Linked DNA regions of Mus musculus: region 1 is linked to region 2. A link is a contact called in public promoter capture Hi-C data. All regions are on one chromosome and are shown on one strand. Each heading gives the region's core, a stretch centred on a gene start, on an enhancer-like site or on the middle of the called end of the contact. The rest is flanking DNA. Distances are from core to core; before and after follow the strand shown. Region 1 holds the start of Ceacam10 (carcinoembryonic antigen-related cell adhesion molecule 10). Region 2 holds the start of Zfp575 (zinc finger protein 575).

Evidence for each region. Promoter capture Hi-C pulls out the DNA fragments that hold promoters and counts their contacts.
Region 1: a contact with region 2 is called in a promoter capture Hi-C map of embryonic stem cells. The contact joins the promoter of Ceacam10 here to the promoter of Zfp575 in region 2. A contact is called at or near these places in 2 of 39 promoter capture datasets (Sertoli cells and embryonic stem cells) and 2 of 9 other capture datasets (adipose tissue and pancreatic islet).

What each region holds. Positions count from the first base shown.
Region 1 is chr7:24,775,098-24,781,013 of GRCm38.p6, reverse strand. Ceacam10 (carcinoembryonic antigen-related cell adhesion molecule 10) reads right to left here and starts at 3,810. Exons shown (of 4, transcript NM_007675.4): 1 at 3,675-3,810; 2 at 2,529-2,888; 3 at 1-144. The coding sequence starts at 3,738.
Region 2 is chr7:24,583,277-24,589,110 of GRCm38.p6, reverse strand. It overlaps Zfp575 (zinc finger protein 575), which reads left to right and starts at 1,470. Exons shown (of 4, transcript NM_001033205.3): 1 at 1,470-1,660; 2 at 1,869-1,953; 3 at 2,294-2,457; 4 at 2,973-5,273. The coding sequence starts at 2,382. The coding sequence ends at 3,616. It also overlaps a transcript of Ethe1 not described here.

The DNA of each region.
Region 1 (5,916 bases), core at 2,561-5,060, 190 kb before region 2:
CCCTGTACCAGTAAATTGCTCGGAGCGTCCGTGGCAGATTGTGAACAAGTAGAAGAACGTTTTCCCCTTCGGCAACGTTGGGCCGCACAGCCTCAACGGTGACTTGGCCAGTGGTGGGAGGGCTCAAGGAGGGTAAAAGTGAGGCTAAGAGGAAGAGAGAAAGATCTATCAATCTTAGGACCTTTGCAAAACCTCTCAGCCTTGCTGTGCCTGTGTCCTATTGGGTGGCAGCCAGCAGTACCACCTCCACTCCTCAGCAATGCTACAGCTTTCCACTGTACGAAATGCTCTTCTCGGGCATTCACACAGCTCACTGCTCACTGCCCTCAGATCCCAGCTCACACTCAGAGTCTTATCTTCTCTGACCTCCTCCTCTAAAGCCATGGTCCACTGGAGAGATGTTACATCAAATCAGATTCAGAAATTCTCTGGACCTAAAGATACGTTTGTGGTTCTCCTCAGGGCATATAAAACCTAGCAAAGATGTTTGCTCATTCTTTTTCTGTCTATAATTAAACTTCGGTCCATAAGAATGTCTCTGGGAATTTGTTGTTGTTGTTGTCACATTGGGAAGCATTATAGCCTTAATATTAATTCGGTTCTTCATATCTACTTTAAAGATTGACTTGCATACTCTGAAATTAAAAATCAAAAAGGGGGGGCTGGTGAGATGGCTCAGTGGGTAAGGGCACCCGACTGCTCTTCCGAAGGTCTGAAGTTCAAATCCCAGCAACCACATGGTGGCTCACAACCACCCGTAATGAGATCTGGTGCCCTCTTCTGGTGTATCTGAAGACAACTACAGTGTACTTACATATAGTAAATAAATAAATCTTAAAAAAAAAAAAAAAAATCAAAAAGGGGGTGTCAGGGACTCTTGCATTCAGCCTGGTGTAGCAGCCCTAAGAGGTTCCTAACCTAGGTTTTCAGGTTCGAGCCCATGGCTCCTGGGGCACCTCATGCCTTTCAGTTAGATGCCCCCCTCAGGCAGGGGAGATTTAAGCTATCTTTGTATCTCTGCATTCTCTAGAAGTCAGCAGAGCAAATAGAGTTTGGCAGAACAATTAGTCTCGGACATTATTCTTTGGGGACCCTGTCCAGCTCGAATACTGTCATTTTATCATGGCAACTACAATTGTGTTCTTCCTGGTAACCACCATTATATTCTCTTTCTGACAAGAGTATAAAAATGTCTGATTTCTTGCAATAATATTGACACAGTCTCAGTCTTGCTGTGACCCCCTCCTACAATACCTAATTTAATTCTCACTGACCCTGTCAGGAGACTCTGGCTCAGTAAGTAAGGGGCTTCCAGCTCATTCCTTCCCTCTTCCTCCATCACAGTAAGAGCTAATTATACACTCTTCCTCATGCTGGTTGCAGGCTCTTGTGGGAGAAAACAAAGCCTTCTCCTTCATCCTCTGCTAGGAAGGACACCAGCATACCTGGGACCCTGTGATTCCAAGTCTAGTGAAGAGAGTGTGGGCTGGTCAGGCCTGGCTTCTGTTGAGGAAAGCTGACTTCTGCTCAACACTTTCATTTCCTGGACCAGGCTTCCACTCAGGCTGTGCATGCCTGAAACCAACATCTCTGAACCCACTGCTCCTCTCCAATGCATGGATAGCTAATAAGGTCCCCAGGGTGTGGCTGAGGACAGACAAGCTAGTGCCACAGACACTCCGAGGCATATGGAGCCATGACTCAATAGCTATTTCCTACCCCCAGTTTTCCTATAACAGTGCACGTTGGTAAATGATCATTGCCATGCCTGCAAGTTAACCTTAAAAGGAGCAATGATCTGACCTTCCATAGACCAGAGTCTGTTACTATTTGCTGCAGGAAATAATCCCTGGGCCTGACACCCTGGAGAGCAAGGAGCTGCCATTTGTACACGGTTTTCTCCTATCATTTTAGGGCTCTTGTCCTTCCTGGAAAGTCTCACAGGAACATCACAACAGTTGGCTAGTTGTCTTTCATACCTCTCCATGTACACAGCGCACACTGGGTCTCAGGAGGAGATACCCAGGTGACCTACCTCAGACATGGCTCTAGTCTAGGCTGACTGTCAACAGCCTACCAGCCTACAATCAACCGTTGTCCCTGTCAGCTCTAACAAGAGGGCAAATCTCAACCCAGGCTAACAACTTCCCAGGGTTCCTGGAGTCCAGGCTGGGTCTGGAGCAGTTTCCTGGTGCTCACCTCTCCGTGAGATTCTCATGGTTTCCTCAGGCAGGCCCTGCTTGAGCCCTGAAGGGTCTTTCTCGAGGCCATGCTCAGGATAAGCAGCCTAAGTTACTGTGCAGAGTCTGACATCCTCACACTGAGTTACCTCACAATCTCTTTTCTGAAGGAGTGAGTCCAAGTGAGGCATCTCGGTTTATTGCTGTATTTCTCCCCTCTGTGTGCCCCGAACTAAATGTTCCCACCACAATGTAGGGGACATAGTTGAGTCATCAAGGCTTGTCAGTGCTGTGTGGGAAGCAGGATTAGCTCTACCCATGACCCCGAGGTTACAGAGAATTACTTACGGTGTACATGAAATCGCACAGAAATCGGAGTAATTTCAAAGTTTTGATCTAGCATATATAATGTGTAGACTCCCTCATCATTCTTGGTGACACTTTGGAAGAACAGGGATCCATTGCTATATATTGTCTCTCTGCCGCTGTGTGCAAGCCCCATTTTACTCCTATTAATGGATGTTACAAATCGTCCAATTTCATTGTGTCCAGCCCCACTGTTTCCCTTGTACCAGTAAAAGACTCGGAGCGTCTGCGGCAGATTGTGAACAAGTAGAAGAACATTGTTGTCTGCAGTAACGTTGGGCGGCACAGCCTCAACGGTGACTTGGGCAGTAGTGGCAGGGCTCCAGTAAGTTAAAAGTGAGGCTAAGAGGGAAGAGAGAAAGACCTATCAATGTTAGGACCTTTGCAAAACCTCTCAGCCTTGCTGTGAGTGCGTGTCCTATTGAGTGGCAGCCAGCCTCATCACCTCCATTCCTCAGCAACGCTGCATCTTTCCACTGTAGGAAACGCTCTTCTCAGGCATTCACACAGCTCACCGCTCACTGCCCTCAGACCCCAGCTCACACTCAGAGTCTTTGCTGGATGTAGGGCTATATTTTCTGACTTTCTATAAAGACCCTGTGCCTTTATTTTCTGGTCTTTCTCTGCTTTGTATTTTCTGAAGTGCTTGCCAACCTGACCCCACCTAGATATCCTTGCTGGTCTGTCTTTCTGCCCAGTAGAAGTAGGGCTTTGTGAGGTTTTGTGAGGCTAGGTGGATTTTGGCTTAGTCCCTGCTACCCGGAACACGCTCACATACCCGTGTACAAATCAGTGTCCCAGAGCCTAGTGTATTTGCAAATTTCTCAGTGTAGTATGGATGCTGTTTATTTGCCCCAGTTTGGTTTATACGTGGAGAGTCACCCTGACAGAGTTGTGGACTTCAGTCTTCAGGATATCCTAGCCAGCGCGATAAACTTAACAATAGGGAAGAACTGAGTTTCTCCTCACCATTTGCCAATTCACATTCACAAATACTCCGAGCTTCCTGTTGCCCTCAGGCTTCAAGCAGAAGCCAGATGTCCCTTCTCAGGTTCCTTTCCTCTCCCAGAAGACCCCAGCCAGTCTCTGAGCTCCCCTGCTCTCTACTGGGAAGGAATATCTCCTTACCTGTGAGCAGTAGTCCAACCCAGGGAACCTGCCCTTTGTGGAGATGTGCTGAGGCCAGCTCCATGTCTCTGCTGCCTGCCTGCTAGCTTCTTCTCCAACACTACTGCTAAGCCTGGCTGCCCAGGTATCTGCCCTGCTCTTCTTAGCAGAGTTGATTCTCCTCCCAGAGGAGGGCACCTCCCAGATTCACGTGGGCTGGGGGTGGAGCCTGTGAGTCTGACAATGCTGTTCTCCTGTCAGTGCGGGCCTCCCGTCCTTCTATTCCTCTTTCCAGTTCAGTGTTCTAGAACATACTCCGAGCAGCAAGGCTGAGGAGTGCCCTGTGCCCTGGCCTTGGGGCTGTCAACTGCAGCAGGAATTCCTGTACTTTCTATAGCCTAGAGTGACACAAACCCCCATGGGAGCCCTGTGTGCCCTGCTCTCAATGCTCACAGAGGTGGGGTTTACTCCAGGCAGGAAGTGGCAGAGTTATCTGGAGGGTTGGGAAAGGCCTAGCTGAGTGATGACTGGGTAGGACCTGATCCATCGTCACTGATGGCACCAGTCATGTGTCTGATCCTAGGATACAAGTTGTCTCAGGGGCTTCATATCCTGGGTGTGCAGGAGGACGTGACCTGTGTGTCCTGGAAAGAGGACTGTGTGCTCCATCTTCCTATGGAGGGCGCCAGGGAGACCTCCCCATCTTCCTGTGCTGGCCAAATGTGATTCAGGTCTGCCCGTGCCCTCCGTAACCTTCCCAGGATGGCTCTGTTCTCCTTGGTGAATGCCCTGGGATTTCCCATCTCTCCCATGGATGATGGAGGATGGAAGGGACCACATTGGTTGTTCTTGCAGAATGGAGTTCTCAGAGATACAGGAAAGAGCCAGGAGGACAGAGTATGGTTAGGTGAAGGAACTGGCTCCAGGTGTGTCAGAACTGGGATGGAAACCAGGCTGCAAGACATGTTCATCCCTCAGGAGTTTTTCTGTTGAGTATATGGTTCAGTGGCTCCCCTGGTGTTCACGAGGAGATCTGCAGCTCACATCTGGGCTGCCCTAAGGTTGGTAACCAGGCTCCCAGCTCCATGATGGAGCTAAGCAAGAAAGGCTCCAGATGTGGAGATCCTTTGAGGATCCATTCAGCTTTTTGCTAGAGACTATTATAGTCATGAAGTGAGACTGGCTGCCTTTTGATCTGCAGTTCCACGGTGACTAATGAGGTTGATCCCCCGTTCCCATGTGTCTAGTAACTTAGTTGGACATCTTGTTCCTGGGGCAGCAATATCCTAGAACTGTGCTTTCTCTAAAATTGTTTTATTCTGACTTCTAAATATTAAAGCAAAGCACTTTCACTCACCAACAATAGCATATTTTAGAATTGTAACAATAAGAAACACGGGCTGGAGAGATGGCTCAGTGGTTAAGAGCACCGACTACTCTTACAAAGGTCCTGAGTTCAAATCCCAGCAACCACATGGTGGCTCACAGCCATCCGTAATGAGATCTGACTCCCTCTTCTGGTGCACCTGAAGACAGCTACAGTGTACTTAGTATAATAATAAATAAATCTTTAAAAAACAAAACAAAAACAAAAAAACCACAAAAAGGAAGCTTCTTAGTGTGTGTAATTCCGGGTGTGTTAGTATTTGAGATGCAGTAGCAGTGAGTCAGCATTCCTTGGAATTTGTTTTATAAATTCATAATTATGACTATTTAAGCATACATCTCAGTGTCTTCACTCTCTATAGTTTTTATAGCTGAAATTCTTGTTTAAAGAACTATGGTCCCTAATTGGTGGTACTTACCAGAACTACACTGTACAGGAGCATTCAAAGGATGAAAGACAGAACTTCAGATCCAGGTCTCCCAGTAAGGCAGCGGCCCCGCATGGAGTCCCACGTGGACACTGCTTGCTAAGGACCTGTTTTACGTCAAAACCGGTTACATTCGAGAGAGCATCCAAAGGGCCCACACCAGGTACATCATATGTGTGAGCCCATGAGGGAGCACTTTGTCTCTTTACAATTACTGCACCATTGCCAGGTGGTGGTGCACACCTTTACCCCAGCACTCGGGAGGCAGAGGCAGAGGAATCTCTGAGTTCAGGCCAGCCTGGTCTACAGAGTGAGTTCCAGGACAGCCAGGGCTACACAGAGAAACCCTGTCTTGAAAACCAAACCAAACCAAACCAAACCAAACCAAACCAAACCAAACCAAACCAAACCCAACCCCTTTATGTTCTCCTTCCTAATGTTATATATGT
Region 2 (5,834 bases), core at 221-2,720:
AGACTCCCTCTGTAGATCAGTCTGGCCTCAAACTCAGAGATCTGCCTGCCTCTGCCCCATGAGTGCTGGGATTAAAGGCGTGCGCCACCACACTCACGGTGTAATTTTTAAAATATTCATAAAGGAACTTGAGAGAGAGACTCAGTGCTTAACAGCACTAGCTGGAGCAGGGCTTGGTGGTGCATACCACTGATTCAAGCACTGGGGAGGCAGAGGCAGAGGCAGGCAGACCTCTGTGTCTTGGAGGCCAGCCTGCTCTATAGCCAGAGCTATGTAGCAAGACCCTGTGTCAAAAAAAAAAAAGCAACACTGCCTGAACAATAGCAATGTTTAAGCCGGTTTCCATTGGTTCTCTAATATACTTATATAATATAAGACACTGAGGCCCATAACTGTAAGGTGACTTCTTCATCGTCACACGACTAGAAATTGGCAGAGTCCAGCGCAAACCAGTTACTCAGCCCCACCAAATAACTCCCGTGACTCCCAGGGTTGACCAGACGTCATGGATTATCCGGCTGAGTGCGGAGGACTTTTATGAGCACATCACAGGCATACTAGCGCTGGGCAGGAAGTTGTACTGTCGCTGCCTGGAAGTAGGCCAAGCACTCAATGTCACCCTTGGCCTGGCACTCCTAGGCCACCTAGGGAGGGGCAGTAGGTAGCACGGGGTGCTAGGCGTGGTAAATGTCGGTGAAGGGTGCCTAAAGTACTATGCAAGTGCCTTCGGGGGGTCAACTGAGTACTGCCCCTTGCCCTTTCTGAAGAAATAGCCAAACTTTCTGTAAAGGCTTGGAGGAATAGAATCGAATCGACCTGAGCTTTTTGAACGGCTCCCAAAGGCTGAATTCAGACTATACATGGAATTCTCAATGCAAGGCCAAAGAGACACCTCAGTGGTTAAAGGCAGCTGCAGCCAAGCGTGAAGATCTGAGTTCGATTCCTGGGACCCACAAGGTGGAAAGTGAGAACTGAGTCCACAAGAGTCCACAAGAGTCCACAAGTTGTCCTCTGACCACCACACTCAAACACATCCACAATGACAAACAAGTAACTAAATGTAATTAACATTTGAAAGAAAATAACAGGGGCAGTAACAAAAAGAAACCGGAGTGGGAATGTGGGGAAGGGGTGGGGGAGCGGGCCTGTGCAGTCTGTCTTAGCAAGGCACTTGGGAGGTGAAGACATGAGGACTACCAGTTCATGGCTATTCTCGGCTATGTAGGGAGTTTGATGCTAGCCTGGGCTACTTGAGACCCTATCACAGGAAGGAGAAAACAGGAGGGATTAACCACATCCTTACAGATGTGCACTTTCCTAGCTAGGATCCTTAGGCGGATAGCTTCGCGCTTGCTCACTAACTTGCCAGCTGGGTGGTTCAGTCATTCCCTCCTTCCATCACATCTTCCCCCTCTGCAGCCTCTTGCTGGCCGAGAGTGCGCATGCGTGCCGACGCCCCCTCCAGCCCCGGATGGGAGGAGGGGATGGAAGTGAAGCTGGGCCCTACGGCTCGGCAATCTCCTTCCCGCTCTTCTCTCCTCCAACGGCGTCCCAGCGCCCGCTGGGAGGTGCAGGTCCGAGGGCTACAAGGTAGCTCACGAGGCTTAATTGAGACGGGAGGGTTCCGGAGCCCCACCCCCGGGGAGGGACCGCCCTGCAGGTGAGAAGGGCTGGGTCCTGGTCTCCTGGAGATGGATTGGGGGCTGGCCGCTAGGATCTCTCCGCGAAGGGTAGATATGGATCTCGGTGCTCTGGTTTTTGAGGAGTGCATGCGATGCCAGACGTTTGGGACTCCCTCCATGAAAGTCTATATTCTGGGTCTCTAGGTGGTTCTATAAGCCACACCTTCCTTTCGTCTTTTTCTCCAGGTTTCCCTAATTCTCTGAGTCCCCAGTTCTATGCCAGAGATGCGATTTAGCGACACAGCATCAGTAGGCTGAGACTAAAGACAGGGTAAGCCCCCCTTTCTACTAGAATCCCTTCCACTGTACCCAAAGCGCTTCTGGGACAGGGTGGCCAAGGGCACACCCACTGCGCTCAAAGACCAGCCCCTGGGCTTGGGTGGCCGGGCCACTGACTGCTCTTTTTGTATAGCCCCGCCCACTCCAGATTTAGCGGTCCCGCCCACTCTGAGATAGCCCCACCCCACCCAGTGAAAAGATTATCTCTTGGTTTTATTTTCATATCCCCTCCTAGTGTGTACTTAGGCTCCACCTTCCAGCCTTCTGCTCTTGAGTTAGGACTAGACTTAACCAACAGCCTGGTTCTAAACAGACTGGCCTTTTGATTTTAGGCCCGCACCCCTGTCTCCATGAACTTGTTAACCACTGGCGCCATCCTCGCCCCTTGCCCAGCTGCCCCTTGGTCCCTCTGCCAGCAAGATGCTGGGTGGAAGCGTGAAGTCCGAGGTCAGGGCCTCGGAACCTAGTCCCACCTGTCAGGACCCGGAGACCAAAGGTGAGAGCAGCCCAGGTTCTCATAGGGATCATTCCCCAGGAGTGACAGCCCAGGAGAACCAACGTAATGACCATTGGGGCCACCACCACCACTACCCTTAGCAGATTGTGGGGGATTATGGGTAGTGTTGGAAATGGACACTTTAGAAGCTTTCGGCACTGGCTTGGCAACTCTTTGAGGCGCTCATAGGACGTGGGGTCAGAGGGCAAGCAGAAATGTCCTCGAGTGGGACACCAGTGTGACACTTGCCTCCTCGGACACTTTGAGATACCCCTCTAGTATTAAGAGATGACAGGGCCCGACGTGGTGGCGCACACCTTTAGTTCCAGCGCTCAGGAGGTAGAGGCAGAGGGAATCCCTGTGAGTTTGGGGCCAATTGGTCTACAGAGAGTGTTCCAGGCCAGCCAAGGTTACATGGTGAGGCCCTGCTTTATACAGAGTGTTGGGAGGTGGAGCCTGGCCTGGACCCAGGGTGTGCCTGTTTCTAGAAGCCCACCAGTTCTCCTGTCCCCCAGCCCCACACCAGGACCTGCCGAGGCCCAACCAGCCCGCTGCCTCTGGGAGCGTGCCCTCCCGGCCCCGCCGGCGGCCCCCTCCCCAGCGCCCGCACCGCTGCCCGGATTGCCCCAAGGCCTTCTCGTACCCATCCAAGCTGGCCACGCACCGGCTAGCGCACGGCGGCACCCGCCCGCACCCGTGCCCCGACTGTCCCAAGGCCTTCTCCTACCCGTCCAAGCTGGCTGCGCACCGCCTCACGCACAGCGGAGCTCGCCCGCACTCCTGCCCGCACTGCCCCAAGGCCTTCGGCCACCGTTCCAAACTGGCGGCGCATCTCTGGACGCACGCACCCGCCCGTCCCTACCCGTGCCCCGATTGCCCCAAGTCCTTCTGCTACCCGTCCAAGTTGGCGGCCCACCGCCACACGCACCACGCCACCGACGCCCGCCCCTACCCTTGCCCGCACTGCCCCAAAGCGTTCTCGTTTCCTTCCAAACTGGCGGCCCATCGTCTGTGCCACGACCCCCCAACTGCGCCCAGCAGCCAGGCTACTGGCAGCCACCGATGCTCCAGCTGCAATCAGGCCTTTGGCCAGAGACGCCTCCTGCTGGTTCACCAACGCAGCCACCACCAGTCGGAGGGCCAGGGAGAGCGGGAGTGAACTCACCTGCCCACTCTGCCTCCATCACCTGTCAATAAAGACCTGGAATTTCTAAGCCCTGCTGTATGTGTGGACTTCCCTCTAACAGGGAGAATGGCAGGGTCTTGATACAGGTAGCCCAAGCTGGACTGGAACTTTTCTGGTAGCCTTCCAAAGCCTGGTGGTCTAGATATGTACCCAGGGTGGTTTGGGATTATTGGTTCTGCAGGAATCTGATTTAGAAGGTTGAGGGATTCTATCCCCATGCACAGAGGCAGGTGTCATCAGATTGGTGCTGGGCTCAAACCTTGGGCGGGCCTGGAGTTGTGCGGGTTGTGGTGACACTGGCCCTGAACACTCAAGCCTGTGATAAAGGCATCAGGGATGTTCACTGCGGTGTGGCCACACTGGGTACAGGCCATCACATGTCCACGGCCAGAGGCCAGTGAACAGAGGGGAATGTGTGGCCTTAGGAAAGAGGCCAGCATTGTGCGTACACGGAGCTGTGAGCACAGGAGGTGGCCACAGGAGGTGACAGAGGCAGAACCAAGGGCACATCTACTGGAGAGCTCAAGGCTGCAGTGCCTCTGAATCTCTTGGGGACCTGAGGCACACTGTCTGAAAGCACTTTGGGTTTGTGGGATGTTTGTTTTGTGATGAGGTCTCCCGTCTCCAGTCTACCCTGGGACTCTCAGGGTTCTGAGGTCTTTGTGACTGCTACACAAGCATTACACAGGCAAGCACACACGCTTTTGGATTTTTTTTCTTTCCTCCTTCTTCTATTTATGTGTACCTGAGTGTTTTCTCTGCATTATGTATATGCACATTTGTGCCTGGTGCCTGTAGGTGTGAGGGGCTCAGATCCCCTGGAATATTAGGAATAGTTGTGAGCCTCTGTGTGGGTCCTAGGACAAGAACCCAGTCCCTCTGCTAAGCAACAAGTGCTCTTAATCACAGAGCCATCTGTTAAGTCCCAATAAATACACCTTTTCCCCCCTTTGGCTGTCTGTTTATCTTTTCTTTTTTAAAAGAGAGGATTGCACTACGTAGCTTTGGAATTCACTGTGTAGACCAGGCTGCCTTCAATTTCACAGAGAACTGCTTGCTTCTGCCTCCCAAGAACAGGGAGTGTATGACAGGTCTACCCCCCCCACACACACACACACTAAACAAACATAATAAACAAAACCAAGCTGGGAGTGGTACCACACACCCATAGTTCCAGCACTCAGAGGGCAGAGGCAGAAAGACTGCAAAAGTTCAAGGCCAGTCTGGTCTGCATAGAAAGTTCCAGACCAGGCAGGGCTATCATGTGAGGCCCTATCTACAAATAAAATATACTATCAACACACATGCTAGGTTTATATGCAAGAACAAGTGTAAGATGTTGGGAGCCGCGCCCACATTCGCCGTTACAAGATGGCGCTGACAGCTGTGTTCTAAGTGGTAAACAAATAATCTGCGCATGTGCCAAGGGTATCTTATGACTACTTGTGCTCTGCCTTCCCCGTGACGTCAACTCGGCCGATGGGCTGCAGCCAATCAGGGAGTGACACGTCCGAGGCGAAGGAGAATGCTCCTTAAGAGGGACGGGGTTTCGTTTTCTCTCGCTCTTGCTTCTTGCTCTCTTGCTTCTTGCACTCTGCTCCTGAAGATGTAAGCAATAAAGTTTTGCCGCAGAAGATTCTGGTCTGTGGTGTTCTTCCTGGCCGGTCGTGAGAACGCGTCTAATAACAATTGGTGCCGAATTCCGGGACGAGAAAAAAACTCGGGACTGGCGCAAGGAAGATCCCTCATTCCAGAACCAGAACTGCGGGTCGCGGTAATAAAGGTTCCCGTAAAGCAGACTGTTAAGAAGGATTCAACTGTATGAATTCAGAACTTTTCAGCTGGGGAACGAGAGTACCAGTGAGTACAGCTTTACGAGGTAAGTCTGATCTTGAACTTTCTAACGAAATTCAAGACAGTCTATCAGAAGTAAAGTGGAATATGTTTGGCCTTGAAATTTTTCTGGTGTTAGGAGCCCTTTTGTTCCTTTTCACATGTTATCAAGTGGTTAAGATAGGGAGGATTCTAGATGAAATTCAGGGCAATCTATCAGAAGTAAAGCGGGGAGAGAGAGTAGGAGCAAAGAGAAAATATGGTACACAAAATAAGTATACAGGCCTTTCCAAGGGTCTTGAACCCGAGGAAAAGTTAAGGTTAGGTAGGAATACCTGGAGAGAGATTAGAAGAAAAA